2 separate regions of the Columba livia genome follow, and region 1 is linked to region 2. A link is a contact called in public Hi-C data. All regions are on one chromosome and are shown on one strand. Each heading gives the region's core, a stretch centred on a gene start, on an enhancer-like site or on the middle of the called end of the contact. The rest is flanking DNA. Distances are from core to core; before and after follow the strand shown.

Region 1 (6,602 bases), core at 1,936-4,435, 36 kb before region 2:
TCACATCTCTTCAGAGTCAAGATTCCCACAAGAAAGGTTGCGGGGCAAAATTCAGCACGAGGTGCCTCCCTGCTCTGTCTCTGCTGAATCTGAAACCTTTGGGGACTGCAGGCAGCCCTCGCTGGGTCTGTGAGCCACACTAAGTGAGGGAGCCTTGCCAAGGATAAGGTGGTTCTACTCTCTCCTGGTTTAGATAGTTTATATTTTCATCTACAAAGAAAGGTGAGAAAAGTCTCTGCTCAGCCCCTGCACACCCAGCAGCTCCCGCTGAGTTGCATAAGCCCAAGTCTGCTGTGCACGCACAACCGCAGCGAGGAGCACGTGTGACACACGACAGTGCCGGGAGAACTTCCCTTAATTATCACTGTGATTGTTGTCCCTATTAGCAATTAGGACATTTGTTTTAAACCCGTCTATATTTCAAAACATGCACGGGGTGGTCAGATTGGCAAAGACTATTGGTATGGCATCCTGCCTGGAGTAGAGATAATCAAGTGCCTGGGTGATTGCTCAATGGTGATGGATAGATGGGGAATTTCTCTTGGGCCCTGAGAGCAAACCCTCCGGCACTTGACAAGGTTTGTGCTCCGCTCCTGCAGAGTCGGCCTTGCACAAGTACCAGGGCCACGATGTTGTAAAGAGTAGGTGCTTCAGACATTTGGCACTTTAAAGCCGCACCTTGTGTGGGATGCAGGCTGCCCTTGCCGCTGCTGCTTTTTGGTTGCCTGCAGCCCCTACCCCACCTGGTGAAGAGACACAGATATTTACAGCTCTGCAGATGTGGATAGGAACGGGTACATCGCTCCCAGAAGGCTATACAGCAGCAATGAAGATGAATGTTTTCATTTGGCTGTGTAAATTTAGCACGTCTCCCGCTGCTGTTATTATTTCTTCCAGACCGCGGTTTGCTAAACGGCTTCCAAACCAAGCAGAGGACACAATTCCTGCCCTGTGGAGCCACGAATGACAGGGATTGTCTAACTGTTCGGCATTAGCAAGGCTCCCAGGTCATCTACCTGTATTTTTATACCTGGAAGCATGAAATTGCAGCCCTGGAGCTGAAGTCATGTACCAAAAGCAAAAGAGCCGTCAGCAGGACGCAGCCTGCCCAGGCTGTTCAGGGCTCTCCTGGACACAGGCAGAGCGATGCCATGGGAGCCAGAATGCCTGGGTTCCCTTCCCAACTTGTCCACTCGCTGTGGGGATGGAGCGAAATCATTTGGTGTCCTGCCAGCTCAGGGCTCTGACTCACGCCCCGAGCCCGCGGGGATGCGGGATGCCAGCACTCCCACCTCGTGGCTGCTTGTGGCCGCCCCTCTGCCACGGTCACGGCCCCGCACCAGCACAGGCAATAAACAAACACACGTGTCTCTGAGCCACGGCTTCCCCAGGTGGGCTTTTGGAAAACAAACATCCCCTTTCATCAGCAGCTAGGGTGGACGCCTCCATCTGAGGTGCCACAGGACAAGGCAGGTAGGACCAGCTTTGAGTTCAGCCACTGGATTCTCTCAAACTTACCCACCAGAGCCCCCACACCCCTGTTTTGGTGGCACAGTGTGTCCCACCATGGCGTGTGAGTACACACATTCCAAAACACCCCTGGGAAAGCCCCCGTCCCTTCCACCCCCTGCTCTTGGCTGCCTCGGTGCAAAACCCCCAAGGGATGACGGAGAGGAAGAAGAGCCTGGATGAAGCTCTCCAGATGACAGCACATCCCATATTGCAAAGCCTGGGATGTTTCCTGGGGTCTTGCGAGACAGCATCAGTCCTAAGGAGTGGGAAGGGAACAGCTAAAGGGACAGGATGAGGAGTAAACCTCATCTGTGAGGTTTTCCTGGTGCGGAAGTGACACATCGGAGTGAGACAAGGTGTCACCTGCTAGGAGAGAGGTGGGGAGGAGGATTAGGGGAATGTCTCCGCAACTCTTCCATGAGAAAGCTTCGCCCCTCTGCTCCCTGGGTACCTGCACCTCCCCAGCCCGCTCCCACATCAGCATCCTCAGCATCCTCAGCATCCTCAGCATCCCAGGCCCTGTGACTCCAGGCAGGAGGATGTACCATTAGGAGGAGCTGGGAAGCAGGACTCACCCAGCAATCAGCACCTCTTTATGACCTGAATGCTGCTAACTGATGAATCAGGGAAGATGCGGATTCATGACATCCTCTCCAGTTATTTATTTGCTGTGTGGCACAGGATATAACAGTGATGCTTGGATGCTTTGTTCATGTTGAGGATGCCAGAGGTTTTGAGGTGGGAAAAATCATTCTTTTCAAAGATGTTCATACACACCAGGCATTGTGTCTGGGCAGTGATCCATCTTATCTTCAAATCTACCTCTGCCACCTTCCTCGCTGACACTGCACGTCACCTTCGTGCTGGGGTGGACAAGTCACTACTTGCTTCTCACTGAGATTCCCCTGGGGAACTGGGTACCTCCTTTCAGCACGTGAATTCAGGAGTTATAAGTGAATGAGAAGCAAATTCACCCCAGATTTCCTCAATACAGACACCCCAGTGCAGCCATCTCCGGGGATCGCTTCTGATCTTCTGCTTCAAGTTGCATCATCTGTCCCAGAAAGAAATCCAGCCCTGACTTAGTTGCATGTAACGGAGGCTCCACCGTGTTGTAATAAAAGCTGCTTCAGTGGTTAATTACCCTTTTATTTCAAAATATGTGTGGATTTGGGAAGCTTTTGTAAGCCCTGGTGTCTTCAGGAAGGGCTCAGGTCTCCTAGGTATGCTCCCATTTGCAAAATTGCCACCCTGAAGTGTCCTATTCAGCCAATTCTTTAACTAAATAATGAAGTAAACTAGCTAGAAGAAGTGTGATTTGATAATGAAATTATTTTTTATAATAAAACAGTAGTTGGGGAAAAGTTGAGAAGCGGCTCGAGTTTAACCCCTGAAAACAAGGCAGCATCAGCTTGCTGCGTGATTTTTGGTAAAAGCAGTCATATTGGGTTCTTTAACCAGCTCTGCAAGGGAGGTTGTATGGATCAGTCCCTGCCCTGGGAAAAACAGGGTTAGGATTGGGGTGTGTGCGCCTGCGCAGGGAACCCGCCTTGGGGCACCACGGATGATTTCAGACGGCATTTCCACCCGCAATTCCAACCTTTCCAGCTCACGCTCCTCTGCCCTCCCTCCCTGCCCCTGCCCATTTGGGTGCACACATATAAACCCTCCAGCCAAGATGTTTCCTTGGGGGGCCGGGGAGGTTTGCCCGGGGGGTGTGCATGGCTCTGGGCTCATCCCAACGCTTTCCCTAGAGACGGAGCCAGGGTTGCTCCTGGCGGCTGCTCCAGGTGAGCTCACACCGTGGGCACTCCTGCAGAGCTAGAGCAGCCGGGCAGGTTACCGCTCCGGCTTTGCTAGAAACCTTGGAGCTCCCGACGCCTCAAGCCCTGCTGGTCCGGCTCAAGGAAACCCAGGTAAGCCAGGCTGGGATGGAATGGGAGGAGAGCACTCTGGTTGCGGCTTCGGTTTTTCGGATCCCTTTTTCTTCTTCTGTCTCGTGTTTCCTCCATCCCTTCGCCACACCTTGGCTGATGTCTGTTCAGCCAGGAGATGGGATTTATCACCTACAGAAAGAGTTGTCAGGCATTGGAACCGGCTGCACAGGGCAGCGGTGGAGTTGCCACCCCTGGAGGGGTTTAAAAGGCATTTAGACAAGGTTCTTAGGGACACGGGTTAGTGCAAGAGTTGGGTTAACAGTTGGACTCAATGATCTTAAAGGTCTTTTCCAACTAAAATTATTCTATGAGTCTCTCTCGGGCACGATTCTTTTTTTACCCTACACAACCACTTGCGTTGCTGTGAAAGTGCAATGCAGAGCAGCGGGGATCGGTAGAGAATCACTGCGGAGTGAATGGGCACATGGAAGCCCAAGATCACAAAGAGCAGATCCCAAACCAATCTGTCTGCCCATCTCTTTTGGTTTGCTTCTGTAGCTGTGATCTCATCTGCTTTGGGGAACCAGCCAGCCTGGATTAAAGGGAGGGCATCATTAACCTGCCATTGTAAAAGAACGGTGGAGGTTTATCCACAAGTGAGTTTATCTGGTTGGAGAAAATTGTAGAAGAGCTTGTTGGTATTAGTGCTACGCTCCTGTGTTTTCTCCCTTTGAACTTCTTCTTGGGAAGAGAAGCAGTGGAAGCTGTGGTGGCTTCACATCACTGCACACCTCCAGTAACCACTGAACTCGATGCGGTTGCTCAGCTGAGACCAGTGTAAACAGGGACTTGACTGTTTCTCCACATGCACAAGATAAATTGATGAGTGGTTTTAAGATAAACTTCCTTTCCCTGCACGAGACTCAAAGCTGAAATGATTCTCAAAGCTCTGTCTTCTATCAGTGCTTTGGGAGCTCAGAGATGCTGCTGAAGTGTCCGGTGTCACCCCAGTACCTGCTCATTCTGCAGAGCTAGAGAAGCATCCAGGGGTGTAACTGCTCAGCTCTGGGGAATTTCTGTGTCTCTTGTGCACCAAACACGCAGCCGCCAGGGTTTGAACAGTGCTTCCAAACACCCCTAAGGTGGACATCCATCCATCAGCTTCTGAAATAGCTCCAGAGTCTCAAGGACCTCTAACAAAATATGTCAAATAGGAAATCTGATCAGAAGTTTTATTTTTTTGAATGAGATTAGATTAGATTAGATTAGATTTTTGTCTAGAATCCTACCTGTAAACAGGGGGACCTGACAGTGGAGAGTCCACTCGGTGCCTTTCACTAGAGAGCAGGACGGAGCTCGCACGGGAGCACACGCAACGTGCAATCACCACCACCTCCCAGCGCCCCTGCCCTGTGCCCCAGGACTCGGGTAATAGCCAGGCTCTGTGCTGGGCTCCAGGCTGAGCTTGCATAAGCCCAGCTCCAGCCCTCAGGAAGATGCTGAGAAAGGACTAAGGAGAACCGAGCCAATGAGCAATAAACCCGGCAGAGTTGTCCACTCCCAAAAGGTAGTTCACAGCCTACACAGTACAGGGAAGTCTTCTTGGCAGAAAGATCTGAGTCATAAAGTGAAGAGAAGGGAGAAGACAGGGTGACAAGGACGGGGCTGGAATGGGGACGCACCGTATGGCAGCAACGATCCCTGATCAGAGACGTTAATACCGAGGATGGGGCTGTGGTGACTATTCCCGGGCTTGAGTTCAAGAACATTTCCTAGGGTGATTTGGGGAGACAGAAAGGAATATTCTGCAATATGATATATACAGGGAAGAGGATGAGACTCTCGTAGCAGGGTAAGGATGCTGTGCTGGAGGTGCAACGTGTGTGTGCAAGGGGCAGGCAGAGCGCAAGTCTCCCCTTTCCCTTCCCTTTTGCAAAACTAACCCGCTCCTCTCGCTTTTGCAAAGGTGGCCCAACGATGCCGAACATATTTTCCTACCAGAGCGCCGAAGTCGACTGGTGCGAAGGCAACTTTGAGCACTCGGCGATCATTGCCGAGTACTATAACACTGTGAGTGTGGGCACATGCCGAGGGCAGGCGGGGGCAGAAAGGGCTCCTCGAGCCACTTTGGGGAGACGAGACGCAACGCAACAACCTTGTTTTCCCTCCTCCTGCTTGCTCCTTTAAGCTGCCTGGCGTTGGCGGGCGCTGGTGCGGGGAACTTTTTCTGAGCTTCAGGTACACCATGAGAATTTTATTGCTTATAACAGGCTCATAAAACTAGCTGGGGTCAGGGGTCCCTGTGGCACATGTGGGGCTGAGTTCCCAGCGAGAAAGCCCTGGCAGTGATCCTTAGCCCAGATTCGCGCGATCCTGTTCTACCAGTCCTGCCGCTCTCCTGCCAACTGGGGTAAGTCTCGCACAGGGCTCATGTATTCCAGCTGAACGTACAGGAGCGGCAAAGCGAGAGGCAGCGCTTGCATGAACCGTGGCGGGCAGGCTGGGAATCCGGAACTCAAGGCAGAGGAAAGTTTCACCTCCTGTGATCCTGTGCGATCCATCCCGTGCCAGGCCCGTGAACGCAGCCCCATATCTGTCTGTGGGGGACTCACTCAGTACCTACGCTGCTTCCCCAAAAATAAGACAGGGTCTTCTACAATTTTCGCTCCAAAAATCAATTACTTTTTTTACATGTATAGCTGCCCAAACACTATTTAAATTGACTTTTTAAATGAACTGTAAGTCGGGCTTATTTTTGTAGTAGGTCTTATATTTCAAGCATCCTCAAAAATCCTGAGGGCTTATTTTCAGGGAAACAGGGTAACCAGTCGTTGCAAGGACGTCCTTCCACCTCGGTGCAATTACAGGCTGGCAGGGGTGTGAGGCTTTACAACCTTCCAAAGGTCTTGTTTACAACTTTTAGCAATTACTGTTGAACACTAGCAGTTCTTGTTCTCATGGAAATGCCTCTTCCTCTTTATTTTAAAGCATTTCCTGCATTTAATAAATTGCCTATAATAACGATAATTCCCCTCACCTGAGTCCCGCAGCTCTAATTGCCCAGAGGAGGGAAGTTCAGGCTGTGTATAGTCACTTCTTTTTTTGAGACAATTAAATGAAGATCTGCCAGTCCAGAGCAAATCGCGCTTCCCTCTGGCACCTGCTGGATGTGTTGTGCTGTTGCCTGTTTACAGGTGAGCTCTGAGCTGCAGA
Region 2 (7,396 bases), core at 1,958-4,457:
TTGTCACACAGGGAAGTGTCAGAATATTCAAAAAGAATTCAAAAGGTGCAGGAGCCTGGTTTTATCCTCTACAGACACAGTCATGCCTCGTTGGCTTGTGTTTGTCCTTCCTGTGCTGTAATTCAGCTCCTCGATAAGCAAGTGCTTTCTCAGTCCTGTTGTTTGAATTACAGGGTCTATATTTTGCCCGTTGCTGTGAACCGGGAGGTTTGTGTATCCGAGATGCCGTGTTCTATACAGGGTGCAGGATCCGCAGGCTCGGACGGGACCAACAACCCCCCAGAGCCTTTTCCTCTGGAACTGAACCCGAAAAACGAGCGGCAGGGGCTCAGCGGGGTGAACCGTGAAGCTTTGGGAAAGCACGGTTGTCTCATGATAGCGAATCATTTGGGATTGTTGGACTGAAAACGTTAGTGTGCTATTTTTGTGTTTAAACTCTTTGTGTTCCTTCCTGTAATGAGGGCTGCTGTTGGTGGCTTCTGGTGCTCGAATCAATACAAACTGGTCAGCTGGTTTTTTTACTGCTCTTCCCTCTCCTTCACTCAATTTCAACCATCTTGAAGCTTTTCTCGTGGCCTCATTGTTGTCTCCAAATACATCTCTTGTAGTGGCGTTCATTGTTATCTGGAGGCTGTAATGCGAGTGTGACTTTGGTATTCATCTCCTGTTACATTTTTTGCATCCTAATAAAATTAGATCAACCCCCCTTTCCCCCAGCAGAGCTAAAGGTCTCGTATCCTTCCATGCTATTCCGATGTGAGGCAGATTATATTAATGCGACATGGATAGGATGTTGTATTAAAGTCTCTTTAAAGATGCTACCACCTGATTTCAGTGCTAGAGATAAAAGGCTTCCAGTATTTACATAATGGATACATGTAACGTGGGCTTTTTCTGGAGGTGATAAGGGAAGAAAGCGGAAAAATCTGTTTGATTTTTTTTTTTCCAGTTAGGTTCAAAATCAAAACGTGCAGTTTTTATTCTGTAATATTTATAGGTGTGGTACATCAAATACAGAGGAAAACACTGGAGAAAGGAAAAATTACTTGTTTTGAAGTAGGTGCTCAGTGCAGACGTTGTAGGCGGGTTGCGCCGATGGCAGGACGGGTGGAACGGGAGGTGAATTGGTGGCAGGATTGGGCCGCAGCAAAGGCTTCGGCTTGTGCAATGCTCCTCGAGAGCCCGTGTTTGCATGAGACACTGGCTTTTACTGCACACATCGCTGTGTTATTGGGGCAACACCTGCGTAGGTTTGGGGAAAGGAGGGGAAGATTTAACCTGTTGGTATTTATTTAGTTTTGCTGAAAGGAGGAGTAAAACTTGTCATTTCGTCGAGCCTTTAAGTGGAAGCGTTTGTCACTCCCATTTTTTATGCCTGTTTTGTGTTATCTTACCAAATCTGTAGCACTTTCTTTTGTGTTGCTGACAAGTGGTTAATATATATATATATATATATATATATATATATTTTACTTTTTCTGTTATAACTTAATACATCTTATCAATTATCTGAACAGGCTTTTTTAGTGTCCGAACCACCCGGTTGTGTTATTTCAGTAGCCGACCAGCATGGTGTGTTCACGGCCACCTCCATACGCTGGACAAACCGCAGTGCCTGGCAAGGAGGCGTCGAACGCAGCAGCTTTACCGACCATACCAGCATCATATCATGTATTTGTCACAGCTACTAGATTCTTAAACACTTGTGTTTGAGCATTGAGCATATTTCCCTCATTTTCAAACAAGGTAATAGCGTTCAGACGGGGGAGAGTTCCAAAATGCTGTTTGGTTACTTCGCTTACCCATGTGGAATATAAGATGAGAGTATTTCATGGACTTGTTAGCAGAGTGTACCATAAGGCTACTTGCTTTAAAAAGAAACGAATATTGGGCTATTCCCTTTGAAATGTCCTGTGTGGGAGCGGGTGGAACACCAGTCAGACGGGTTGGACGAGCTGGAAGAAGGGGGTTTCATTTCTCTGGACGTTATGGATAAATGACTCTGTCGGGCTGGATGTTGGAGTTACTGAATAACCGTGAGCTTCCTCAGTGTGCTCCCGTTTTGTGGAGAATTTTGGTTTATGGCTTTCTAAAAGTGATTTATGAGCTTCATGCGCACGCTACCAGTGAAATTCTGATTGGTGTTTAAGTGGAAACGGGCACACCCTGCCTTAAAAAACAGGACAAGGAAATTTTAACAAAGACTTTGAAAAATTCCTCCTGTTACAAAAAGAACTTTAACCCGTTACTTCAAAACTCAGAAGGAAAATGAAGCAGTTTCAGTGTGTTTAACAATGCAGTGGCAGACAGGAAGCTGAAAACACTAACAATAAAAGTGTAACGTTCTGAGCTTTGGAGATTGGGGGTGGAATAGGGGGGTTTACTGGATGGAGGGACAGAAAAGCTTGGCCGTAGCTTTGTGGTGCACTTCCAGTTTCCTTCTTGGGCATTGTGAGATTGAAGGGGCAGATAGAAACTGAGCTTCTTGCTGGGAGATCCCAGACCAACTTAACCGTTTCATGGCCAAGTTGACCACCACATTTTAATCTGGATAACCGCAGTATCTACTGGTTAGAAATGGGTGTGATCTGTGCTTTCTAAAGCCTTTCTTGGATGTTCTCGGGGACAAAATATCCACCAAAACTCGCTCCCCTTTTCAGTGTTATTTGTTGGAATCAAGGGCTGAGTATCAGAAGATGGATTCACACAAGAGTAAAGCTTGCCTTACACTGATAGTTGCTACTCAAGCCTGGACTTAAGCTTGTAGGCTGAGGAAGTACCAACCCTGTGTTGCAGCTCATAGATCCCAACACATTATTTAAAAGGCTTTGAAGTGTGGATTCAGTGTGGCTTTCCATTGAAACTTGAGGATGCAGACGTCCAGATTTTCCTCCTCCTCTCACCCCCCTTTTTTCCCCTCCCCTCTTAATGGTCGTTTTGAGGGCAGAACCTTTGGGGAGGACCGGATGGGTTAAGCTTTGCGGGTGTTGAGCTGTAATCATTAGCTGTCAGGGAAGGCAGTAAAGGAAAGAATGTTTATTTGCAGCTTTTTTGCTTTGAGACTTTTGTACTGGTGCTTTTAGGAGCGCTGTAATCTTAACTATTCACTGGGGTGGGGGCTTCAGACGGCCTGAGGCGATACAAAGGATATTGTAATGACGGCGGGCTCGGCTCCCAGCGCCGTCGGGATCTCGGAGCTGGAGAAAAATCACATTGAAAAATGGTTTTAACTTTGCAAAAAGCGGATGCTCTCGTCAGCAGACCTACAGTAAATATTTGGGAGCTTCTCTATATATAAAAAATGAGATATGTAAGATAAAAGGGGAATTAGTCCTTCTCTGAAAGCAAACAGGCGGATGACAAAGCAGAGTTGTGATAACATGAATAAAACCTGCTTTTGCTAATATATCCAAGATCAATTTCTTCTACGTTGCAAACTAGGAAAAGCATTTTAGAAACCATCCTTAGCTCCATTTGGATTTCTGTTCGCCCTTCATTTAAGTTTATTAGACTTTGAGGGCCCCTCTCCAGCTGCTGTTGGAGCCCCAGCGTCAGCACACACACGCTAATGATTCACTTAATGAGAATGGTCGTAGCAAGAGACGAAAATGACTGTGTGGTGTATTTTGCGAGTATTTTTCTACTTCTTGCCTTTGATCTGTTTTAGCAGCCGTGTAAACCTTTCAAGCGCGCGTGGATTCTTCAGGAGTTTCCAAAATAGGGTCTGAAGACCCTGATCCTGGTCGCATGTTCTTGCTTCTATGTGTCTGCGTAGATGTTGCCTTCCCCTGTTTTGACTCCTGGGGGGGGCTTAGGCTACTGATTTTGATATAAACCAGGTGCGGTTACCACACTTTTTGTTATTAAAGGTATAATTTGTACAAGAAACGGCTTCTTTAGTGACGTTCGCGTCCAGCAAACAGCAGGAATCTGTGTAGTCTGGAGCCTGTTTTCAACAAACCTAAGGGCTTGGGCTGGGAGACTGCAGCATCTGTTCCACCCAACAATGCAACGGCACCAGGAGATGGAGCCGCTGGGTGGACCTTGAAACGCATAATATGAGATAATACCCAGCAGTGTCACCATCAATATTCGTAATACACAAGTAGCGTGTGATATTTGCAGTTTTGGGGGAGAAAAGGGCTTTTTGCAGTAGTTTTTGCAGATGCAGAGCGTCCGCTGTGCTGCGGCAGGTGGAACGGAACCAGCGAGGCGCAGCTGATCCCACCGTGCATGCAAACTCCGCGTTCCAAAAGTGCCCTTGGAAGGTTCAAAAGCCCGCGGTCTCTTCCCATTCAGCCTCTGCAATGTGCATATTGAAAAGGATTTTACCAGGCGAGTCAGCCTTTTACCGCCGCATTTGATCTTTTCTCAGCGTCTGCGGAGATGCTGTGAATTCAGAAGTTGTTCATTCTCTAAATAAAGGATTATGCTTTGCTTAATATTGATACGTATAGTGGAATAGCTTCCCAAAGGAGATAGGATCTGAATTGAGTGAAAGACAGAATCGTGGTTAAAGCTTCTGAATCCGCTTTCCTGGGATACTTGAACAGCTTTCAAGTGACAATTTCCAGCCAGTATCCTTGTCCGTGTGTTGGTTTTGCAGTGAGAAGCCATGCCTGAGTTTCTGATCAACAATATGTTAACACTAGGCCCAAATAGTTTATTTTCTAGCTCTCTGATACCGTGAGGAAAAACTGAACGCAGCACTTACTTGGCACTTCATTTGGGGTTTTCAGGAGTGACCATTTGAATCCTCCGCCTTAATGCACTCGCCAAACTTGTGCTGTTTTTTGCAAAGCCTTTCTTGTTTTCAGGAGGAGCCGAAAAGGGTTTGTTTCACCTACGACCTGTTCTTAAACCTGGAGGGAAACCCCCCCGTGAACCACCTGCGCTGCGAGAAACTGACTTTCAACAACCCCACCAAGGAATTCAGACGCAAACTCATCCGGGCCGGAGGGGTAAGTGCTGTGGGGACCCGAGGAGGTTCCGCTCCAGCGTGCGCTGATCTCCTTTTGCTCTGGCTTGCTATTATTTTACCCACTGCTTTCCACATTTCTTTAAAGGATGACCCAGCCCCTTTTTACCCCTGGTTACATGAAGCAGAACTAAACCGTTGCCTACGTGATTGGTGGTGCTTCATTTTTAATTGAAATGTGACCATTAATATCAAAAACCCCTCTGGAAAAGGATCCTGTGTGGACGTCGCATGTTGTCTGTCAGTTACGGTTTTCTGCAGCCTTCCAGTGTGTTCCTTACTCATTTTTGCCACAGAAAAGCTCAATACTCAACACTTTCTCATCAATATATGTCGTCTATACTTGAGGTCACCTGTCTGTGGCTTAGACAATAAAAAAATCAAGGAAAAGCTTAGAATTCAGAGCAAAAATGGGTGTGAGAGGAGAAAAACAGAGACACCCTTGAAGGCACAATAGGATATGTACAGTGGATGAACTTATTTCTGGGTGAGCAATATTCAGTGATAGACTAAGGAAGTGAGAACCACAAGATGTAGGCAAATTAGCATAAACCACAAAGTGCATGACGTGTTTAACCAGGCAGCAAATGTCGAGACTGCATTTTGAAACACCTACATATATAGTAATTATTGTTATATTCTGTTCAAGGGCTTTATTCAAGATGGTCTTAATTGGGGGCAAAATTTTCTTATGGAAAAAACCCACATTTCTAGCCTGAAAAATTAACAAAGTGAGAAAAGACACGGGGAGGTTTGACCCTAATAAATCTGGAGAGTGGCGCGGGTTGCAGACCGCTCCGTGCGGATCTTCCAGGCTGCTCCGTGCGGATCTTCCTCACTGTGTCAGGCACAAGGAGAGCGCCTGTTGCAGCCCCGGGGCAGCTGGGACACCATTGGCTTTCTCAGGTTCTCACAGCACATTATTGTGTGTCCGATGTACCGAGGTGGTTCATCTTTGGTTCTGACCACAGGGAGGTAAGAGGGAAAGCGTTTTGTGGAGCTCAGCGTTAAGATCTTGTCAAGAGAGAGACCCAAGACCTGCGTTTTTCTTTTCCCCCGAACAGGTGAATTCAGCTTCTAAATTGATGAAATCTTGCTCGTTCCTTCTGCATTTCTCTTGTGCAGGATGAGAGCGCTTGCAGCAGAACACGCCGTCCTTGTCCAGCGCTTTATTGCCTGCTTGTGCTCAGAATATTGGCGTTCCCTTGGGGAAAGATACTTGATATTGCATGTTGCCTTTCATTCTTTTGGTGCTTTTTTGAGGAGTTGCCTTGAAAACGGAGAAAATATCTTTTTATGGCCTGTAAGCAGGAGGAAAAACATTCAAAAGATGAATAATAGTGTGTTAATTGAGCCGAGTGACTTAACATAATCACGTTAATAGTCTGTGCGACTTGTACATAGTTTTTCTTCTTGACTAGGTGATGGTAATGCCAGAAGGAGCAGAGACTGTGTCAAGGCCCAGTCCCGATTACCCGATGTTGCCCACGATCCCGCTCTCTGCCTTCTCGGATCCCAAGAAGACCAAACCGTCCCATGGCTCAAAGGTCAGTGGAACGTCCTTTGGTGTCACCCTCAGGTGAAAAAGTCTCTCAGGACTTGCTGCTAAGAGCTTGTTTAGCAGCTGTTTCTGTCTGCTGCTCATTCCAAAACCTCCTTCCCTGTGCTCTGTGGTTTGCCAACTAATGGTCTGGAACTTATGATAATTTAGGAGACTTTTGAATGGTTTGCTAGGCTTCTCCCCAGGGAAATTTTGAAAAGAAAACTCAGTGTCCAAGACTGTGAATTTTTGGTGAATCACATCGTCCTCCTGATACTCTATAGCGGATCAAGTGGAATGGAGTCCACCTTAAGTGTGATGAAGCTGGTGTTGTGTAATTCTACATAGGAGAACCAATCCACTAGCGGTGTGTTTTGAAGCAGATTACATACACTTTATCGGCCCAAACGGTCCCAAATATTAAGAGCAATTCATTTTATAGTGTAATTAAATTCTGATATCCATTTTCTTCAGGGCTCTATAAGCACTGCTGGCGCTCTGGTCATGCTCTCTGATGCTGATGATATGAAACAGAGTAAAGATGACTTATCTGCCAGTGGCTGATTTAATTTTGGTCAGGAATTAAGCATTACAGAACGCGGAAGACAGAGCAAAGACGACGCGCTCTGACATGAGCTCTGGTGAAAATTGCCGGTAGCTAAAGAGCAAACAATCTCCTGCTTCTCTTCCTCCCTGTTGCCCTCAGAGCTGCCTGTGCGTTTGCATCTCAGCATGTCCAGTTCTCACAAGACCCACTTTTTTCAGTATTTTGAGTTCATATATAATTTGCAAAGGGAATTAATCCTTCTGTGCGTACCTGACTCTTGGGATGGGCAGGGTCCCAGTGGTTGGTGTCTTAAAGCTCTTCCAAGAGGTGA

Evidence for each region. A called contact is a pair of places that touch in the nucleus more often than the background predicts.
Region 1: a Hi-C map of crop shows a contact between it and region 2, with 1.6 times the contacts expected there. The contact joins the promoter of ACER1 here to the enhancer-like site in region 2. A contact is called at or near these places in 2 of 2 Hi-C or Micro-C datasets (crop and liver).

The regions. Positions count from the first base shown.
Region 1 is chr27:2,135,200-2,141,801 of bColLiv1.pat.W.v2, reverse strand. ACER1 (alkaline ceramidase 1) reads left to right here and starts at 3,185. Exons shown (of 7, transcript XM_005513914.3): 1 at 3,185-3,428; 2 at 5,356-5,459. The coding sequence starts at 5,367.
Region 2 is chr27:2,098,647-2,106,042 of bColLiv1.pat.W.v2, reverse strand. It overlaps MLLT1 (MLLT1 super elongation complex subunit), which reads left to right. Exons shown (of 12, transcript XM_065042247.1): 4 at 4,818-4,961; 5 at 6,400-6,525. Among named protein-coding and RNA genes, the nearest start is that of MLLT1, 13 kb to the left of the region's middle. Within about 2 kb of position 3,207, at least 2 of the 3 cell types and tissues checked have an H3K27ac peak away from gene starts, as active enhancers do.